Regions from separate parts of the Rattus norvegicus genome. Here region 1 is linked to region 2. A link is a contact called in public Hi-C data. All regions are on one chromosome and are shown on one strand. Each heading gives the region's core, a stretch centred on a gene start, on an enhancer-like site or on the middle of the called end of the contact. The rest is flanking DNA. Distances are from core to core; before and after follow the strand shown. Region 1 holds the start of Iqce (IQ motif containing E). Region 2 holds the start of Gna12 (G protein subunit alpha 12).

Region 1 (5,691 bases), core at 1,870-4,369, 140 kb before region 2:
TGCTGCTACCATTGTTTGAGACAAGGTCTTAGGGAGCCCAGGCTAGTCCTGGTCACACTCTATAAGCAGACAATGACCTTAAACTGATCCCCATGCCTCTGCCTCCCGAATGCTAGGATTATAGGCAGGGACCACGGTTCCCAGTTTATGCAGCACTAGAAGTGCAAGTCAGGGCTTCGTGCCCGCTAGGTGAGTATTCTACCAACCGAGCTACATTCTCAGCCCCCGAAACTGATTTCTAATAAATAACTATACCGATATAAATAAACGGATTTTTCAAATGAAAATCGCAACTATTTAGATTCGGCTAACAGGCTGAAACTGCGACACCAGAAGCAGCTCTGGACACCTGTGCTCTGGTCTAGCAGCTTCTGGGGGACACTGCTTTACACACAACATCCAAGGACTCTGACATGGGGCTTGCCACCCCTCCTGTACTCACCGATTCCACGTCAGAATCAAAGGAAATAGCAGACAGACTGTCATCTCCCTGGAAGAGAGGCACACGAGGTCACAGGGAGGCAGCTGCTCAGGCACATCAGTCCCAACAGCGCACTGTCTGAGCTGCTGCAACGCGCATGCGCTCCCCGCTACAACTCCTGGACCGGCAGGCGGGAAGCTTGAATGAAACTCTGCCTGGCTGGGGGAGTCCAGATCCACAGAGGTATGGTGGGTTCTCAGGTCAACTGTATGTCTTTGGTAAGAGTTCTCAAGTCAAATGAACCAAGCTGGTTTTCACTATTTTGAGCACCCGAGTTTCCATTCAAAGGATGCGGAGCCTCTGCCCATCTCCTCGAGGAGCAGAGCAGTTTTGCACACATCCTTTTAATTCTGTGCTTTCTATTTAAAGCATGTAAACTTTATGCCTGTGGATGCCAGCAGAGGGCGCGGGATCCCCTGGAGGTGGACTTGCCAGTGGGCAATTGTGAACTGCCTGACACGGTGCTGGGGACGGAGCTCCGGGGCTCTGGCTTGCTCATTTGTGTATGTGTGTGTGCATGCTTGTGGAGGTCTGAAAGACTGTCTTCCTTCTCCCCTTTCCACCTTGACCTAGGCTCTCTTGCTAAACCCAAGAGCTCGTCGGTTGTGGCTAGTCTAGCTAGCTTGTCCAGGGGTTTCCAGTCTTCCGTTCCTGAGCATTAAGATTACCCATGTCACTTTGAGGTGGGTTCGGAAGTGCAGGCAAGCATTTTATCCACTGAGCCCAGTCTCCTCAGTCCTTGGCTAAATTTTGGAAAACACACACCTCCTGGTACAAGCCTGTGATCCTAGGATTTGGCAAGCTGAGGCAGGAGGAGGCTGAATTTGAGGCCAGCCTGGGCTACATACAGTGTCTGAGCATTTAAAAAAAAATATCGAAAATACTAGCCACAAAGTTTATGGTAAAAGTCATACAACTATAGAAATATGATCTCTTTTTAAAAATGGGGGGGAGAAGATGTATATGAGAAACACAACTTATATTAATTGGATTAACTGAAAGAGTAATGAGCTATCTTTGTAATCTCAACTCGAGACTTTAAATTTTTGTCTTTTTTTTTTTTTTCATTAATTTATAAGTTCAGTGGGAGAGCCCAGTGAGGGGCAGGGGTGGGGGTGGCTCTGTGGTAGAGCATTTGCTTGGGCTGGGGCTTTGAGTCAGAAATAAAGTGCTTGTCTAGAGTTCCCCAGTGACCCAGCTGCGGAGGCCCATCTGTAGCACTCTAGCCTGACGTGAGGTTTTCCTTCAGTCCCTGGTAGCACCCAGAAAACAAACAGAGATGAGGCAGTTACTGGGGGCAGTGTTGAGAGGCCGACCCCCGAAACTAGGCAGGTCTTGGAAAGCCTCCAGTGCAGGGACAAGTAGAAAATCCCAGCTGCTCTCCGCTGACCAAAAGCTTGGTCCATTAGCCTGTTGTGGAACCTCCAACGGGCGTCCCTTGAACCCTTGAAAGTCATATTACACCCTGGCCAGGTCCCTGCCAGCCTCCTCAGTACCCTTCTCAATCTGATTCCAAAAAGCTTGCTTTCGGGCTTGCTACTTTCCCAGCCTTTCGGTCTTTACATTTGATGTTCCCGCTGCCTCTAAACCTTTCCCAAACTTCTCTCTACTTCTCTTTGAGATGGGGGACATCAGCCTATTGACTTGTCCTACAGCCACGTCCCCATCACACACACACACAGTAATGCACTAAGTTCACTTGATACTATCACGCACTGGGGTCTGGACACGCACTCAGAGAGCGTGAGAGGTACGCCTCTTCCAGAGATGCCTCTCGGACCTGTGCAGGACTAGCCGAGGAAGGAGGGTGGGGGCAGGCCTTCCCCCTTGCTCGGGATCACTCCGGGGCGTCACTGGACCGCAGCCTACAGCAACACTTACGAGATGAGTTTATCGCCGGTCGGCCGCGGCCTCAGACCCGCAGCGCGTGCCGGAGGGCGCAGTCCCGGGGGCTTCCTGGAAGTAGTGGCCACCGCGAGCGCAGGCGGGAGATAGAGGTTGCTGGGGCGCGGGCACGGTGGAGGCCGACGCCCGGAGCTGGCTCTTGTGCGGTAACAATCGGCCTGCCGGAGCTGGCTACCACCGTGCGCCCTTCCTCCCTCTGCCCTAGGCCTCCTTACCGTCTCCGAGGTCAGATCTGTGGTGCCCAGGCTCATAGCGGCGGCGCTGCGCGGCCTCGGCGGTCCTGCGAGCTCGGCCCTCAGCTTGGGAGGCCTGCCAGCCAACCTGGTACCATGGCAACCGTGCCGCGGCCACAGGGCCCCGGATGTGGTCCTTCCTCCGATGCCCGGCGAATCCTGTGCACGCGCAGTGTGTGCACGAGCGAGGGGCCAACCATGCACTCTCCCGGGGTTGCACTGCGCAATCGCACCTTGTCTCTTGTGGCTGTTTTTGGTCTCGCCGGGTGCACGAATTGAACCTATGGCCTCCCGCAGGCAAGGCTGACTTTCTATGTCGGAGCCAGCCGTGCTCTCAGATCCAACTTCAGGAGCCCCAGTTGGATTTACGCAAACAGTGGCTGCAACTATGTAGCCCAGTGGGCAGAGGTTCCGAGGGTCACCATGCTGAGTAGACTCAGGGGACAGAGCGTAAGGCACCACCCTTAACAACAGGCAAGATTTGAGAATTAGGCATGTCAACCTATTTACATGTTTGTTTTTCCTCTAAATAAGCTGAGATGTTGGGGGCCAAAGTGACTCCCTGGCACCTTGAGGATAAGGCAGTCCACGCCAGGGCTGCCCATGGGCCAGTGCCAACTGCTTTAAACCCTCAGCTGATGGTTTGCTATCACAAGCCCCTCTGAACTCTCCAGAACCCTGTGGCTTTTCCTACCCAGGCCAGTTGGGGGCACTTCCCCGGTGGCCCAGCAGGCCAGTGACAGGTGCAAATACTGACATTTGTCTTGGGGGGAGGGTCATCTCCTCATTGTTGGGGTTACAAATATATACCACCATGCCCCACTTTTCTTATTTTGTTCTTCCACCCCACCCCATCTCCTTCATGGATTCTGGCAACTCAACTCAGGTCCTTAGGTTTGCAAGGGGATACACTCCCCCCCCCCCCACCTACAATCAGTTTTTGAGTAAACAGCTCTCTAATTGGATGGCATTGCAACACTAACCTCAGTACAAGGTTTCTCCTGAGAGGGTTTTTCTTGCTTGTGTAAAGGTCCATGATTTGTTAAAGAATGACACCGCATACTCAAATAGTATGTAAATGCAAAGGATGTTTTATTCTGCAGAAGTCCAGCACGCTGGGGTCTCCCATTACCAAGATGGAGAGAACCCAGTGAGCTCACAGTCCTGATTTAAAGCACGTTCGAATTCTGAGGCAGATGAGTTTTATCTTACTGTTATCGCTAGGCATTCCGGAACCATGCCCTAAAAGATTCTTTTTTTTTTTTTTTTTAATTTACGTGTTTGTGTGTGCGAGAGTGACCTCAGGGCTGGGAACCAAACTCTGGTCCTCTGGATGAGTAGGAAGATTATTAACCACTTACCCATCTCTCTAGTCCCCGATGGCCTACTTTTAATCTTTATCATTAGCAGAGAGGGCTGAAACTGTGAAGAGTTAGCAGCAATGGATAGAGAGAAGGCAAGAAGGGATAGAGGACCAGGACTATGAAGAGCCACAGAAATGCAGGCTTTGGTGACTGGGGGATCCTGACACTCTATAGACACCGGAGTTTAGCGATACCCGCTGTAGGAACCGAGGATTTCAGCACTGGGGTAATCCGTATTGTCTTGCCTGCTGCTGACCACACCGTAGACGAAAACTGAAAGCAACAGTTAGACGGGCCAGCAGAAACCTGGGACCTTAAAAACCTAGACACGTGGCCTGAGGCCTGCGAGGCCCCGCCTCCCAGCGAGTAGACACGCCCATACCGAGCCCGCCTTGGAGACGTTCCGCCTACTGCCTGCGTGGGGACGTACCATAGAGAGTCCTGGCGGGGGCGCGATAGCTCCGAGAGATTAGTACAGTGTGAAAGTCCCAAACTGCACACATCGTTTGTAAATCACGCGTTCACAGGTTTGAACCTTAGAAGTGATCGAAACCGCAGGGTCATCACCAGTCTCCAAGCACATCGACTCCGCTCTTTTGCCCTCCCCCCACCCGTGTCCGTCACGTGGTACTGACTTAGGGCGGGGCCTGTGGAGACAGACTCCCGCAGGGCAAGGAATCGGCCGCACTGAGGGGCGGAGCCTGTGGCCACGCGGAGAGGAACTTCCGTCGGGGGCGGGGTCTGAGGGGGCGGGGCCTCGCTGAGGCCTGCGAAATTAGGAGGGTTGAGATTTGAAGCTGGTGGGGTGGAGCCAATTCCCGTGGTGGGGCGGGGCCTTGCGTTATGGGGCGGGGCTCGCGGTGCGTAGTGCGAACTCTAAAAAATGGGGCAGGACCTGAGGAGGGTGGGGCCTCGGCCAGCGTGAAGCGGAATTTGCGGAGGCGAGGGCGGGGCTTGCCTCAGACACCGGAACCACAGCGGGTGAAGCGCTCGGAGGTTGGGATTCTGGTAAGGCGGAGTTCGAGCTTCGGCCTAGCAGCCTAGTGGTGCATTCTGCACTCCTGGGCCTAGTTCCCCTAGCGGAGGGATGCGGGGGTCGGGATTAGAGCCCCAGGCTAACTCGCAGTCTTGAAGAGCTCACCTTTTACCGGATTTGGGAGGTATGGATGTCGAGAACAGATATTGGGATAAGGTGCCTGGATGAACAGTCTCCTGCACACCTGGCTTATCCCCTGACTGTTCTCCTCGCAGCTAAGTTAATAGGCAGCTGCACTCCCTTACCCCAATCCATCAAGCCCCTAAATTAACAGACTTAGACACCAAAGGCCCTTGTGGCTCCGATTAATCTGTCCTCACCCCACAGGGCATCTGCGAAGACTCAATCCTCTTGCCCAGGTTCCCCTGGACTGAGTTCAGCATCTTTGTGGACTCGAGTTCTGGTCCACGTGAAGTTTTCCGAGCTCCTCCCCCATCCTAACAGGCATTGAAGGCTGCCTGTACCTAGGGTAGCTGGTGTCCCAAGCCAGATATGAGGCTGACCTCTTGCTTCCTCTGTAGGAACTGCTGGCCTGATCATGGACGCAGAATGCTCCAGGCTCCTCCCGGCTCTCTGTGCTGTTTTGGCAGATCCTAGACAGCTGGTGGCAGATGACACCTGCTTGGAGAAACTACTGGACTGGTTTAAAACAGTGACAGAGGCAGGTGAGGA
Region 2 (5,326 bases), core at 858-3,357:
AACCCAGAGGAGCCACTTGTATTAAAATGAAATATTTAGTAACAAACATGTTGAGTGTGGGAGTGTTGGCCCGGAAGTCTGGCTCCCAGGATCCCAGCCCAACCGCCCTACACCAAGGTTTCTCAAGGCCGAACAGAAAGACGTGTCCCAGATGGGCTTCTGCGTCCCCTTGCTAACTTAAAAACCCATCAGGCCCTGTAAAATCTAGTCTCGTAGTAGATTTTCTGATATGACAAATCTCTCTATCCGAGAGATGAGAAACTTCACGAGGAAGCTAATCTAGGAGCAGAACAGATTCTGTGTCTAGACTTTGCCTACATCTTCCTTCCTGTGTTAAGTAGTCCAGGCTAGCCTCAAACCTTCTTTGTAGCTAAGCCTTGAACTTAGATCCTCCTGCCTCTACCTCCACGGTGTTGGAATTACAGGAGTATGCCACCTTGACCAGTTTATTCGGCATTCAACCCAGGGCCGTGTGCATGTTGGTAGAGTCCAACAGCTACAGGCCCAGCAGAGCTACGCCCAGCTCTCCAAAGCTCTCTTTGGACCCTCCTGCAAAACTGGTCCTAGTCTCTGTCAATATGACTGTTGACAGGTATGGCACACAGTATAAAGGGCACAAGGGACAGGACCTTGAGTTCATCACCATATGAGGATTACTGTATCCGGTTCAAAGACACAACAACTACGAAACAATGAAGGAAATGTGGACCCTTAATTACAGGAGTTTAGTTCTTTGTTTTTATGCTTTGCAGTGTGGAGGTTGAACGAGAGTTAGACTGGTGCTTGACCACTGAACCACGTCCCTAGGCCCCCTTTTTTTTTTTTAAATTTAGTTCCATAATGGTCCTGTGCATATGCTTTTAAAGCAGGTTTAGTGTCACACACCAAAATGTTTTCTAATACAACTATGTATCTAGAATTAACTTGGAGACCAAGGTGGGGCTGGGGTGCGAGGGGTGGGCAGGGGTGAACGAGATTGGCATAGAATTGACCCTTGTTTTAAAGTTGGGTGGTGGGTGTCTCACAGCTCCTCCTAACATCTCCTCCAACTTGGTGTATAAATTAACTCACCGTACTAAAAAGTTTAAAGAACAAAGTACTGCTTGTAATCCTACCACTGGGAGGATAAGGTCATTCATGACGCCTTGTCTCAAAAATACAAAACAAACATTGGCAACGCAGTTTTTAGTTAGTAATGTCCTACCTAACACGCATGAAGTCGTGGATTCAATCCTCAGCACTCCATGAACAAAGTATAGTGACACAGCGCCCCCCTCCCCCATAATTCCAGTATTTGAGAAGTAGAGAAAAGATCAGGAGTTCAAGGTCATCCTACAAGCTACACGTTGAGTTCAAGGCCAACCTGGGATATATGAGAGAATTTGTCGAAAAAAAATAACCAATAAAATGGTCAATTCTCATTTACAAATAAAAAAAGAAGACCGATGTCCAATCTACACTATAACGTTTGCATGCTGGAGGGACAAGGAGAGTTGGTGACCCTCAATCCACGTGTCCAGCCCTAACACCCCATTCGGAACCCAAACGTGAGAGTGGTTCAGCTTGCATTCCCACGGTCCCCAAGCGTCCAGGGCTTTGCAAACCAATCGCGCCCCTGGAGGTCATTGGAGTAACCCCGGCTGGCGTGGCTTGAGGTCCCTATTGGAAGGGAGGGGCGCCCGGTGGCAGGGTCGCCGGTCCGTGGAGGACAAAAGGGGCGGGGCCCGCGCTCCACCTGGACCAGGTGTGTGTGGGCGGGGCCGCGCGTCACCTTAAGGATGTTGTCGAAGATGGTGTCGCGGAACTCCAGCAGCGCCTTCTGGTCGAACTCCCGGCCGTGGATGATGCGCATCTGCTTGAGGAAGGTGGACTTGCCGCTCTCGCCGGCGCCCAGCAGCAAGATCTTGACCAGCCGCCGCACCGCGCGCCGCTCGCGGGCCAGCAGCGCGTCGATGTCGCGGCTGCGCCGTCGGGCCTCGCGTTCCGCGTCGCGCGCCGCGCCCGCCCTGCGCTCGCGGGCTCCGGCCTCGGCCGGCAGCAAGCAGCGGCTGAGGGTCCGCACCACCCCGGACATGACCGCCCTCAGGCCGCGGCCGCGCCCCGCCGGGGCCCGCGCGCCATGGACGCCCCTCAGCCGGCGCGGCCCTGCCGGGCCAGGCGCCGCCCCGCCCGCCGCTCCCTCAGGCTGCGTCCGCCGCCGCCGCCCCGAGGCCCTCACTCGCCAGGCCCGCTGAGGGGCGGAGGGGAAGGCGCGGAGGGCGGGGCGGTGCCTCGCAAAAACTCTTTTATTGGTTGAGAAGTCGTCTATCTTGTGGAGCGCACCTTTTTATTGGACAAGCGTGCTTTGGAGGAGGCGGGCACTCCTATGGTCCTTGGGGCGGAGCCGGCGCCGAAAGAGGCGGGATCTTTGCGGTTAGGGAGCTTCTCATTGGACTGCCGAGCGAGCTTCTTTCTTTCAGAATGAAAGGGAGGTGGGGCCATTGGGAAGGAGGAGCTGCAGCCCTCCGCGGCCAATTACAAGTGCCCTGCCTGCCTGTCAATCACACTAACTGCGCTTGGGATTGGAAATTGTGGAAAACGGGGCGTGACCAAAAGTGCCAGGTGTACAGAGTGACTTTCTGCCTTGATTCCCAGGTTGGTCGGGCTCTGAGCCCTAGACGTGGCTGCAAAGTTTGGAAATAGTGATGAGGTCCTCCTGCTCTTAAGTTTAGGGGAAAAGCGAAGCCGTTTTCCTTCCAATAACATTGGAGCAGGGTGGGTCATAATTTTCAAACAAAAGCTTCTTTGAGTGTTACATGGGCCCCAACTAAGAAGAAAACAAACAAACAAACAAACAAAACAAAGTTGTATGGGCTTCCCTAGGCACTTTCTTAAAATGTGATTAAGAGGAGATAGTTCAGTGGGAAAGGACATTTTCTGTGAAAGCGTGAGGACGTGAGTTCAAATTCCCAGTTGTGCCTGTAACCGCAGCTTTGGAGAAGCCAAGATAAAGACCAATTCCAGTAACTTGCTGGGCAGGTAAATGATAAGCTTAAGGTTCAGTGAGAGAAGCTATTTGAAATGTTACAGAGGGGAGGCAGTAGAGCCACCTCTTGGTCTTTGCATGTATGTGCGCGCGCGCGCGCACACACACACACACACCCATGTTTGTCATAATCACTCATAGGCAGTTTGATGTGCATAGTGGTCTAAAGCGTGGTGTCTGAAGGGTGTTGGTGCTTCAGGGAGAATCACCACAGAAGCAAGAGAACTGAAATGAGTTTGAAGCCAGCCAGGGCTACATAGTAACTCTTGTCATCTTGGCTAGAGAGATGCTGTCAGAGGAGGTCAGGCTTGTGTGATATAATCCTAGTATTGGAGATCCCAAGACAGGAAAATATGGAATTTGAGGCCAGCTTGAACTAAAGTCTGACTCTGTCTCAAAAAAAAATTTTTTTTCCAGTAAGTGTTACCTGTTCCAGACCCCATTTTTCCATTACAAACAGAAGACAACCTTGGTGTTGGCTCTTGCCTTCCACTTTGTTTGAGGCAGAGTTTCTTATTGTTTGCCATTACAAATGCTGGGCTAGCTGGCTTAGAAACTGAAGACAGCCAGTCTCCACTGCCCATCTTGCGTGGAGGATAGATGCTTGTACTGCATCTATGTGCAGATTCTAGGGATCTGAACACAGGTCCTTCGCTCCTTTGATGTGAATGTCTTACCCACCAAGCCATCTCCCCAGCTCACGGTTTATTTTTTTTTAGTGGGGTCTCATGTATCTCAGCCTGATCAAACTGTAGCTGAGGATGACTTTGAACTCCTGATACTCCCACCTTTGCTTCCTAAATGCTAGAATCACAGGCGTGTGCCGTGACACCTAAGAGTATGTTTCTAGGACAGAAAATAGGGAAATCTGAACCCATGGACTAGAGTTCATACCTTATTCAGTTTTTAAAAACTAAATTAATTCAACGTTTTCAGCAAACACTCCAGACATTTATAAATAACTTTATAAATAGCTTGATGCCGGTGTTTATGGAATCATTAACTATTTTAAAGGACCACTTAGCTTTTTTTTTAGTGACACATTGTGGTGTTTTATGGGGGAAATTATATACTGTTGATAGTATCTAATTTGGGACTTTGACGAGGGTTCTGGCCATAGCCTTCACATTTGCTAAAAGGCTAAAGTGCTTGAAATAAACACGTGTATCCATGCACTCCATAATAGTCTCTTAATTACCCCTGGAATTTATATGCCATGCTGTAATTTCTAAAGTGCTTCTACATACATTATCTGATGTCATCTGTTCTCTCCACAATGCTGGGAGGGAGGCAAGTACCAGGCAGCTGTAATAAAACAATCTGAGGGCTGGAGAGATGGCTCCATAAAGTGCCTGCAGAGCCCTGAGTTCAGATCCCCAGAACCAGATGTCATGGGTGGTAGTGTGTGGCTCCAACTCCCAGTGCAGAGCAGGGGAAGGCAGAGAGAGAGAGAGAGAGAGAGAGAGAGAGAGAGAGAGAGAGAGAGAGAGAGAGAGAGAGAGATATCCCGGGAACTTACTGGCCAGTCAGACCAGCTGAATCAATAAGTTTCAGGTTCTTGGGTATCTAATGTGCTTTTTTGTAGTTGTGTTAAATACCATGAGCAAAAGCAACTTGGAAAGAAAAGGGTTTATTATTTTAGCTTCCAGGTTATAGTTCACCACCACTGGAAGCCAAGGCAGGAACTCAAGGCAAGAGCTCAAAGCAGAGTCTGGAATACTACTGCTCACTGGCTTGCTTCCCCTGGCTCAGTCAGTTTTCTTATAAAACCAGGACCACCTGCCCAGGGCTGGCACTGCCCACAGTGGGCTGGGCCCTCCTACATTATATTAGTAATCAGAAGATGGCCACAGGCCAATCTGGTTCCTTTCCCCCTAAATCTGTCAAATGAGAACTGAAGCCAACCACAGCAGACCCTGTATCAAAAAGAAAGAAAGGGTCATGATTGAAGAGAGATATTTAAAGTTGATCTCAGACCTCCACATACCCACATTCACATGTGCGTTTGCGTGCACACTATAGGTCCATATTTGCACACATACTCAAACATACCATACCCTCTCTCAAAGACTGTTGAGTTCCAAGCACTGCCAGTGATCATTAGGTGTAAGTATGGTTCGTTAACAGCAGAACCTGGACAGGAAGCCTGTCCTACTGCCTGCTTCATATAATCTGTGGGTTCAGGGCATGCAGGAGAGTTTGGAAATTTTCCATTACCATTCAGGGATGTATGACTTGTAACGAGTCATTTAACGTCTCTGAAACATGCTTTTCTTATATGTAAATCAGGACAAAAATGGA

The links. A called contact is a pair of places that touch in the nucleus more often than the background predicts.
Region 1: a Hi-C map of liver shows a contact between it and region 2, with 2.6 times the contacts expected there. The contact joins the promoter of Iqce here to the promoter of Gna12 in region 2. A contact is called at or near these places in 4 of 12 Hi-C or Micro-C datasets (Schwann cells, kidney, liver and 1 more).

Annotation. Positions count from the first base shown.
Region 1 is chr12:19,054,488-19,060,178 of GRCr8, reverse strand. It overlaps Iqce (IQ motif containing E), which reads right to left and starts at 3,119. Exons shown (of 23, transcript XM_221965.10): 1 at 2,602-3,119; 2 at 443-490. The coding sequence starts at 2,637. It overlaps Brat1 (BRCA1-associated ATM activator 1), which reads left to right. Exons shown (of 14, transcript XM_039089962.2): 2 at 5,541-5,684. The coding sequence starts at 5,558.
Region 2 is chr12:18,916,410-18,921,735 of GRCr8, reverse strand. It overlaps Gna12 (G protein subunit alpha 12), which reads right to left and starts at 2,107. Exons shown (of 4, transcript NM_031034.2): 1 at 1,772-2,107. The coding sequence starts at 2,074.